Linked DNA regions of Mus musculus: region 1 is linked to region 2. The links are chromatin contacts, called in public HiChIP or PLAC-seq maps. All regions are on one chromosome and are shown on one strand. The core of a region is the stretch at or near the end of the contact, and the rest is flanking DNA. Distances in the headings are between cores, read along the strand shown. Region 1 holds the start of BB283400 (expressed sequence BB283400). Region 2 overlaps Ahcyl2 (S-adenosylhomocysteine hydrolase-like 2).

Region 1 (3,908 bases), core at 173-2,672, 360 kb after region 2:
TGGGGCTTAGCTGATGTTCCCACCAAACTAAAGGGCCCTTGCGCTGAGACTGAAAACCTTGAGCTCAAGCGAAGTAAATGGATTAGGGGAACCGAGCCCCTGGATTCCTCCCTCCCCTGCTGTCTGCCAGGGTCCGAGAATGACGCTGCAGATACGAACCCTTCTAGATACTCAGCTCCTGGGCAAGACCTGCTTCAGCCATGGATGTTACAGACAGATGGCTCCGGAGGCAAGACCCACCCCAAGGCAGGAAGGCCAGGACCCGCTTGTCCCTCTCCCAGCACAGTTGGGGATGGGACGTGATGCACCAGAACCGAACAGGAAGAGCAGGGCACGACCCGACAGACCTCAGGGGGGTGTGGTGACTCTACATTAACCCTCCCTGTCCCGCCTCCTTCCCTTTCCATCCCTGTGGCCCTGAACCTCACTGCCGGCCGGCATCTCCACTCACGCCCTACCTGGTCCCTAGGCCTGTCCGGCACCAGGCGGTCACAGCTCTGTGTGCTCGGACGCGCAGGCCACACCGGCTGCGAGTGACCCCCTAGTCCTGCCGCGCCCCTTTATAGCGTACGCCCCGCCCCCCCGCGCCTCGCCTGGGCCCATTCACCTGCTGTCGAGAACCAGACACCGCAGAACGGAAAGCTAGCCGCTCGGCTGCGGGGTCCCGCCGTCGGACTCGAAGGGCGGGGGCGCGGGTGAGATGGATCCGGTTTCTACCTTTCTTAAATGCTCTGTTGAAAGTCGAGACAGCCCCCGCCCAAGAGCCAGCGTCGCTTGCTGCCCGCGCAGCTCCCTTCTCACCCTGAGACCCCCCAGCCTCACTCTAGGAGGGGCCGTGAAATTGCACCCGCAAGGTCCTCATACATATTTTAGGTAGCAGGCTCGACCAGTAACTGGAGCTGGACCGGAGTGGTGAGGGGGCGGTCCCCAGGGACCCGATATCCCAGATCGCTTACAGCCCGGGGCTCCGGTCGGTGAAGAGCTCGGACGAACCCAGATCCTTACTTTGCTGGCCCGCCGAGTGTACCCAAGGCTGCATGCAAGTATCCTACCCTTCCAACTTGTGCCTACGAGCTGCGGTATTCCCCACCTACAGATACAGAGATCCCTCCCTTCCAGAGGACAACGACCCTCTCGGGCCAGAGCCGAGCTGTTAGAGACATGTAGTTTGCTTCCCGACCCTGGATCACGGTTTAGAAGGGGCCTTACTTACGCCTCACCCCACCCCCACGCCCCCACGCCCCCACGCCTACAAGATCTTGTGCTTAGGCTCTTGAACCTCAGAGCCTTACCTGGTCCCTAGGCCCGTGGGGTACTGAGTGGCCAGCACGCCCTGTGCCAGGCAGGGCACGTAGACTCAGCGTTCCTAGCATCTCTCAGCGTGTCCATTATTCTTCCCCAACCTCTGCCCTGTGCAATCTACCTAATCCCAACCTCTCACTCCCTCGTGTTAGCCCCAGTTGTGCCGAAAATGTTGAGTGAGGAGTTAGTCCTCAGGTTCCATCTCCCTTTCCACTAATATGTATCAGCCTCGGGGATAGGGTTGCTGTGCGGACTACAAGCCCCGAGACCAACCCACTTCTTGGGCTCTTAGGAACAGTGGGGGCCTCGTGCTTTCAGTTTGGTCCTGTGCTCCCTCCAGCCGTGGTTTTTGTTGTTGTTGTTTTGGGGGTTTTTGTTTTTGGGTTTTTTGGGTTGTTGTTTTGTTTTTGATATATATCTTTCTGGAATGCTCAAAGCGGCTGTGATCTGCTTATCATATGAAGACACAATTGCCAGATTCTCTTCACCTCTATGAGCTTTGGTTTTTCCATTTGCAAAAATGGAAAACATAAATTCTACCTCTTGCCGGGCGGTGGTGGCACACGCCTTTAATCCCAGCACTTGGGAAGCAGAGGCAGGCAGATTTATGAGTTCGAGGCCAGCCTGGTCTACAAAGTGTGTAGCCCAGGACAGCCAGGGCTACACAGAGAAACCCTGTCTCGAAAAAAACAAATAAAAATAAAAATAAATCTACCTCTTGCAAGACCCTGCACCCTGGTTCTGCCATGGTTTCTCAGACTCCTGGGAAATCTCCCTTCCCTTTTTCCACAGGGCCATTCATGGGGATGTGGGCTTACTGTGTTGGCCCAGAATGGGCCCCAGCTCTAAGGGTGAGGCGTTGCTGTAGTATCTAGATGCTCATGGATGGACTCTCAAAGGGCTGTTTCAAAACCCGAGTAACTCGCTGCCTCCAAGGGCTGTGTTTGTGCCTCTGGGAGTTTCTCTCCGAGAGGCTGCAGAATCCTGGGAGTCTCTGCTGGAGCTCAGGAGAAACCCTCCAGCTGCGGAAGGCGCGGAGGTGACCAGCCTGAAAGAATGAAACACGCCCACAAATGGAAGGAGAGCCTCACGTCGCTCTCAAAAGAACACGAAGCCGGGCTGGAGGCGCACACCTGTAGACTCTGCCTCAGGGCGGCTGCAGCAAGAGGATCCCAGGTTAAGGCCAGCCTGGAATGCATATCGAGTTCCTGTTGCCCGATGCGTTAGTTAGTTAGTTAGAGCATTCATTTAAATCAGCTGAATAGGATAGATATGTAGCCATATCTTGGGAATTATCTGGGCATTCAATGAAACATACAAAGGACACATCGGTTCGTGTTTGTGAAAAAAAAAATTATGAACGGATGAGGTGTGTTTTAACGTCACCTTTTCATGTTCTAAAGAAAATGGAAGAATTTTAACGTTTTTTTTCTTGATGTTTTTGTGATTTTTTTCTTGTGTTTTTCTAGACTGTACCAAGCGAATTGTCTATCTATGACCTTTTAATTACAAATTAAACTCAAAAGTTGGTTGTTTAAAAAAAACAAAACTGTTTTGCGGTCTTGGAGGAGTGGCACCCGAGAGTCCAGTTGCAGACCACCGGACTGAGGCTGCCATAGCTCTCTGAACAGTTACCGTTCCGGAACCGTCGCCCCAAACAAGGGGTGGGGGATGGGAGAGAAGCTAGGGAACCCCGTGGCTTTGTAGCTCTGGTCTCACTCTTCCCTCTATCTGGAGACTGCCTGCCTGAGCTACATCTCCGCTTTATTGAACATCTCTTGAGCATCATTCCCAAAGAATTTCTAACCGGAGTCACCACAGGCCAAGGCCGGCGAGGAGAGAAGACCGCCTTTAACCGGCTGCCTTGTCGGTAAAATAGACTGGAAAACCTCCGTACCTGTTTCCGAAATGGGGAGGATGTGCAACTGATGGGGCTTGGCCCTGCAGGGGACATCTGTTACGTTGCTCAGCTGGGGTTGGGGCGCGCGCGCGCGTGCACACACACACACACACACACACACACACAAACACACGGAAAAGACCTATATGACTGACATCTCCCTGCCCCCACTCCCTCCCTGCGACCCTTTAGCATCCTCTGCACCTAGAGGAGGGAAGCATACCCGCCATGTATCAAGTTCAGAGTTCCCCGGTCCAAGGCTCAGAACCCCTGACTCAGTTAATGTTTGCAGTTCTTGGGGTATTGGCCCCCCCTGAGCCCTTCAACAGATTATCCAAAGGTCGATGACCTAGATAAGGCTTTGGCTCTGTTCCAGGTTTCACTCCCTAACTCCAAAGCAGAATTTTTGCTTTGTTTCTGTCTTCTGTTTGTTTGTTTGTTTGTTTGGTTGGTTGGTTGGTTTTGTTTTTTCCGAGACAGGGTTTCTCTGTGTTTCCTTGGCTGTCCTGGAACTCGCTCTGTACACTAGGCTGGCCTCGAACTCACAGAGATCCACCTGCCTCTGCCTGCTAAGTGAGGGATCCAAAGCACAATTTAATTGTGCTGAATAATTTGCCTCCAAACCATGCAAATGCTTTTTTTTTTTTTCAGATTAGGACCTTTGGAAGAGTTAGCCCTTAAATGTCCCTAATTAAAAACAATAAAT
Region 2 (4,042 bases), core at 203-2,702:
TATCCCTTTCCCCCTCCCCCTGCTCACCAACCCACCTACTCCTGCTTCCCTGTCCTGGCATTCCTCTACACTGGGGCATCGATCCTTCACAAAACCAAGGGCCTCTCTTCCCATTGATGTCCAACAAGGCCATCCTCTGCTACATATGCAGCTGGAGCCATGTGTCCCTCCATGTGTACTCTTTGGTTGGTGGTTTAGTCCCTGGGAGCTCTGGGGGTACTGGTTGGTTCATATGGTTGTTCCTCCTCTGGGGCTGCAAGCTCCTTCAGCTCCTTCAGTCCTTTCTCTAGCTCTTCCATTGGGAACTTTGTGCTCAGTCTAGTGGTTAGCTGAGAGCATCCGCCTCTGTATTTGTCAGGCACTGGCAGAGCCTCTCAAGAGACAGCTGTATCAGGCTCCTGTCAGCAAGCACTTGTTGGCATCCAACTTGTTGGGTTTGGTGACTGTATTTGGGGTGAATCCCCAAGTGGGACAGTCTCCGGATGGCCTTTTCTTCAGTCTCTGCGCCATACTTTGTCTCTGTATCTCCTCCCATGGGTATTTTGTTCCCCCTTCTAAGAAAGGCTTGAAGTATCCATACTTTGGTCTTCCTTCTTCTTGAGCTTCATTTGGTCTATGAGTTGTATCTTGGGTATTCTGAGCTTCTGGGCTAATATCCACTTATCAGTGAGTGTATACCATGTGTGTTCTTTTGTGATTGGGTTACCTCACACAGGATGATATATTCTAGTTTCATCCATTTGCCTAAGAATGTGATGAATTCATTGTTTTTAATTTGGCAGTTCCTCAGAAAATTGGACATAGTATTACCTGAGGACCCAGCTGTACCATTCCTGGGCATATACCCAGAAGATGCTTCAACATGTAATAAGAACACATACCTGTCTCAAATCTTAAGTGACAGGACTATGATTTGAAGACATCTCTGTCTCCAAGTCTCGTTCTTTCTATTATACCGCATGTGTCTCTGTCTGTTATATTGCTGTAGCTGTTAAACGGAACAGGGTAACTTTCTGTTAGTGTTTCAGTACGACAAGGCAGTTAATGGGATAAGTAGGCATACTAAGAAGATTGCACTTCATAGGACTTAGGTCAGCTAAGTTAGAGTGTAAACCTGTCAACTTGCGTGTGATAAGTCATATGTTGTAGTTTCCAAGACTATAAATGAAGATCACATATGTTCAGGTTTCTAATGGTACATGTGTGTGTGAGCTTTGAAACTTAGAAAATTCACTAATGTAAAAAAATATGACTGACACATCATGTGGCTTGGTGAATGATATTGTTCTTATAACCAAGAAACACTTAGTTGATCTTGGCAGTATGCCATTGAAACTCAAAGAAATAGCATCTGTCAATCACAGTCATTTCTTGGAAGGAAGCATTGAAAAACGGCACAGCAGTTATTCTCCTTGACCTCTTTCCCTGAAAGGGAATTGGATTAGGCAAGCTGGTTTCATAATAGAGTAGAGCTTCTCTCTTGTCCCTGGGGAATTTAAGCCGAGCAGCCAGACTTGCTGTGTGAAGCCAGTACAATCTGGTTTTCAAGGATTTAACTAAATTCACTGTGATTAAGGTTTTATGAGGGATGCACATTGCAAAGCAGCAGCTTTAAAAATGCTGCATCTGAGTCAGTCCATGTCTTTAGATTGGAGAACAGAACAGAACAGAACAACTAAGTAAATTCAGGGAATGCTCCTCACCAGTTCTGTAGTATCTTAAAGAGAAGCCTAGATTTCGAAGCTGAAAAGTAGGCAGAAGGGGACATTATATAGATTATATAATGAGTCTTTGTGTAGGCAGTGCTTGATATTTCTTCAGGTTTTAGTTTATAAGCTGACTCAAGGATTTTATTTCACCGTACAGAAAGAGAAAACCATGTTGAGCATAGTGGTATAGCCTGTATTCCCAGTAGTGAGCAGGCAAGAAGTGTGAGCATTCTTGCAGGTTGTAGGTCAGCCTCATCTGCATGGTAGCTCCAGGCAAGTCACCACTACATAACATGACCCTGTCACGAACACATAAAGCTAACCGAAAGGTAAACAAACACACAGTACACAGTGGGAATATAGTTAGTATATAAATATTAATAGAAATCAGTCACAGACCAGATATAATGGCACCTACCTATAATCTCAGCTCTGGGGAAACAGAGGCAATTGGATCTCTGTTTGTTCAAAGCCAGCCTGATATATGTAGAAAAATTCCAGCCCAGCAAATGGTTTATAGTGAGACCCTGCTTTAAAAAAAATTACAGTATTTCAATTATTACCTTAAAAATGAAGGCATGCTGGAGAGGCCCCCTATACCCTGGTAAAACTCAACATTGTCTTTGATTAGGCTGATCTTGCTTCATTCCTTTCACAAACAGTGGCTGGCTTTGCTAGGAGTTTCATGCAATGCAAATCCCTTGTGATTCTTTTTAAATGGTTATTGATTAGCCTGGCATCATGGCGCAGATCTTAACTCTTAGCTTGCAGGAGGCTGAGGAAGGGTGATTACAGTGGATTTGAGGCCTGCATGGCTCACACAGTGTGACCCTGTCTCAAGAAGAAAAAACAAAATAGGCCTGGGGACATGGCTTAGTAAGAGTGCTTGCTCTGTAAGCAAGAGGACCATGAGTTTTCACATAGAAAGCTGGGGCATGACTTCATATGCCGATAACCCTTCCTGGCATTGTGGGGCAGAAACAGGCAGAACATTAGAGCCAACCAGTTAGCATAATCTAAAACAGTGAGCATCCAGTTCATTGAGAGACCCTGTGTCAAGGCAGTAGGGTCTAGGATGATGGGGAAAACATTTGACATCCTGCTCATGTTGGGGTAGGTGCCCCCTCACACTTAAGGAACCATACAAACACACGCACACACACACACAAACATACATAAACAATAGCAACGGGCTGGTGAGATGGCTCAGTGGGTAAGAGCACCCGACTGCTCTTCCAGACTGCTCTTCTGAAGGTCCGGAGTTCAAATCCCAGCAACCACATGGTGGCTCACAACCATCCATAACGAGAACTGACTCCCTCTTCTGGAGTGTCTGAAGACAGCTACAGTGTACTTGCATACAAATAAATAAATCTTTAAAAAAAAAACCAATAGCAACAACAACAAAACACCAGAAGCACCAAGGAAAAAGGTCTGATTATCCTAAAATAGTTACTTAAGACCCTTTTTAGTGGTTTGCATTGTATGCAGCCACAGAAAGCCAAGGCAATAGAATCTCAAGGTCAAGGCCATGTTAGGCAATGGGCCTTCTGTCGCACCCGCTCTCGACCAGCAAGAACGACGCGACACCAGTCCTTCTAACAGCAGTTTATTCAGTCCTGATTCTTCTTGTTTATATCTCCCCCGAACCCTGGGCCTCTCACTCCTTTTATACTCTCTCTCATCCACGCACCGCAGGCCACGCACCCTCGCCAGTCACGAGGCTTCAGCTAATCAGGGCAGCAGGGGCAAATCTCCACCAAATTGGATTCACCTGTATCCTGGTACACCTGCGCAGCACTCAAGATGTTTGTGTCTTATATGAGGAAGTCAGGTGCAAGTCATATAACTTAGCTGCAGTCCCTGGCTCCTTTGGGACTGCCGCCACACCCGCTCCCCACAGCCTTCTTTCCAAAAAGGGTAAATAAAACAAAAATAAATAAATAAATAAATAAATAAATAAATAAATAAATAAATAGAATTTTATCACTATACTTAGAAAAATGAAGGCTATAATGAGTGGAGAAGAGAGGCTGTGTCAGGGAAGCAATGAGAAATCACCGTATTCCTTAGCACCATTTTTAAAATTCACTTTACATCTCAATCAGCTCACGTCCTCTCCTTCCACCCTCACATACTCCTTCCTCATTACTTCCTTCTCCTCCGAGAAGGGGAAGCCCCCCATGGGTACCAACTCACCCTGGCACATCAAGTTGCAACAGGACTAGGTGCATTCTCTCCCATTGAGGCCAGACAAGGTATCTCAGCTAGGGGAAGGGGATCCAAAGGCAAGCAACAGAGTCAGACAGCCTTCCCTCCACCCCCCCCAACCC

The links. HiChIP or PLAC-seq counts read pairs in DNA pulled down with a chosen protein or histone mark.
Region 1: an H3K4me3 HiChIP or PLAC-seq map of embryonic forebrain shows a contact between it and region 2, with 4 times the contacts expected there. The contact joins the promoter of BB283400 here to the enhancer-like site in region 2. A contact is called at or near these places in 7 of 39 promoter capture datasets (the 3T3-L1 cell line, the HPC-7 cell line, cranial neural crest and 4 more) and 8 of 115 datasets of contacts at active chromatin or transcription factors (bone marrow-derived dendritic cells, bone marrow-derived macrophages, craniofacial prominence and 5 more).

Annotation. Positions count from the first base shown.
Region 1 is chr6:30,175,201-30,179,108 of GRCm38.p6, forward strand. It overlaps BB283400 (expressed sequence BB283400), which reads left to right and starts at 1,423. Exons shown (of 1, transcript NR_038124.1): 1 at 1,423-2,846. It overlaps Gm31221 (a long non-coding RNA gene), which reads left to right and starts at 2,955. Exons shown (of 3, transcript XR_377385.2): 1 at 2,955-3,172.
Region 2 is chr6:29,813,314-29,817,355 of GRCm38.p6, forward strand. The region is part of intron 1 of Ahcyl2 (S-adenosylhomocysteine hydrolase-like 2); the gene reads left to right. Among named protein-coding and RNA genes, the nearest start is that of Ahcyl2, 47 kb to the left of the region's middle. Within about 2 kb of position 1,453, at least 57 of the 459 cell types and tissues checked have an H3K27ac peak or open chromatin away from gene starts, as enhancers often do. A contact at or near this core is called in embryonic basal ganglia, embryonic forebrain and liver, where this site is marked.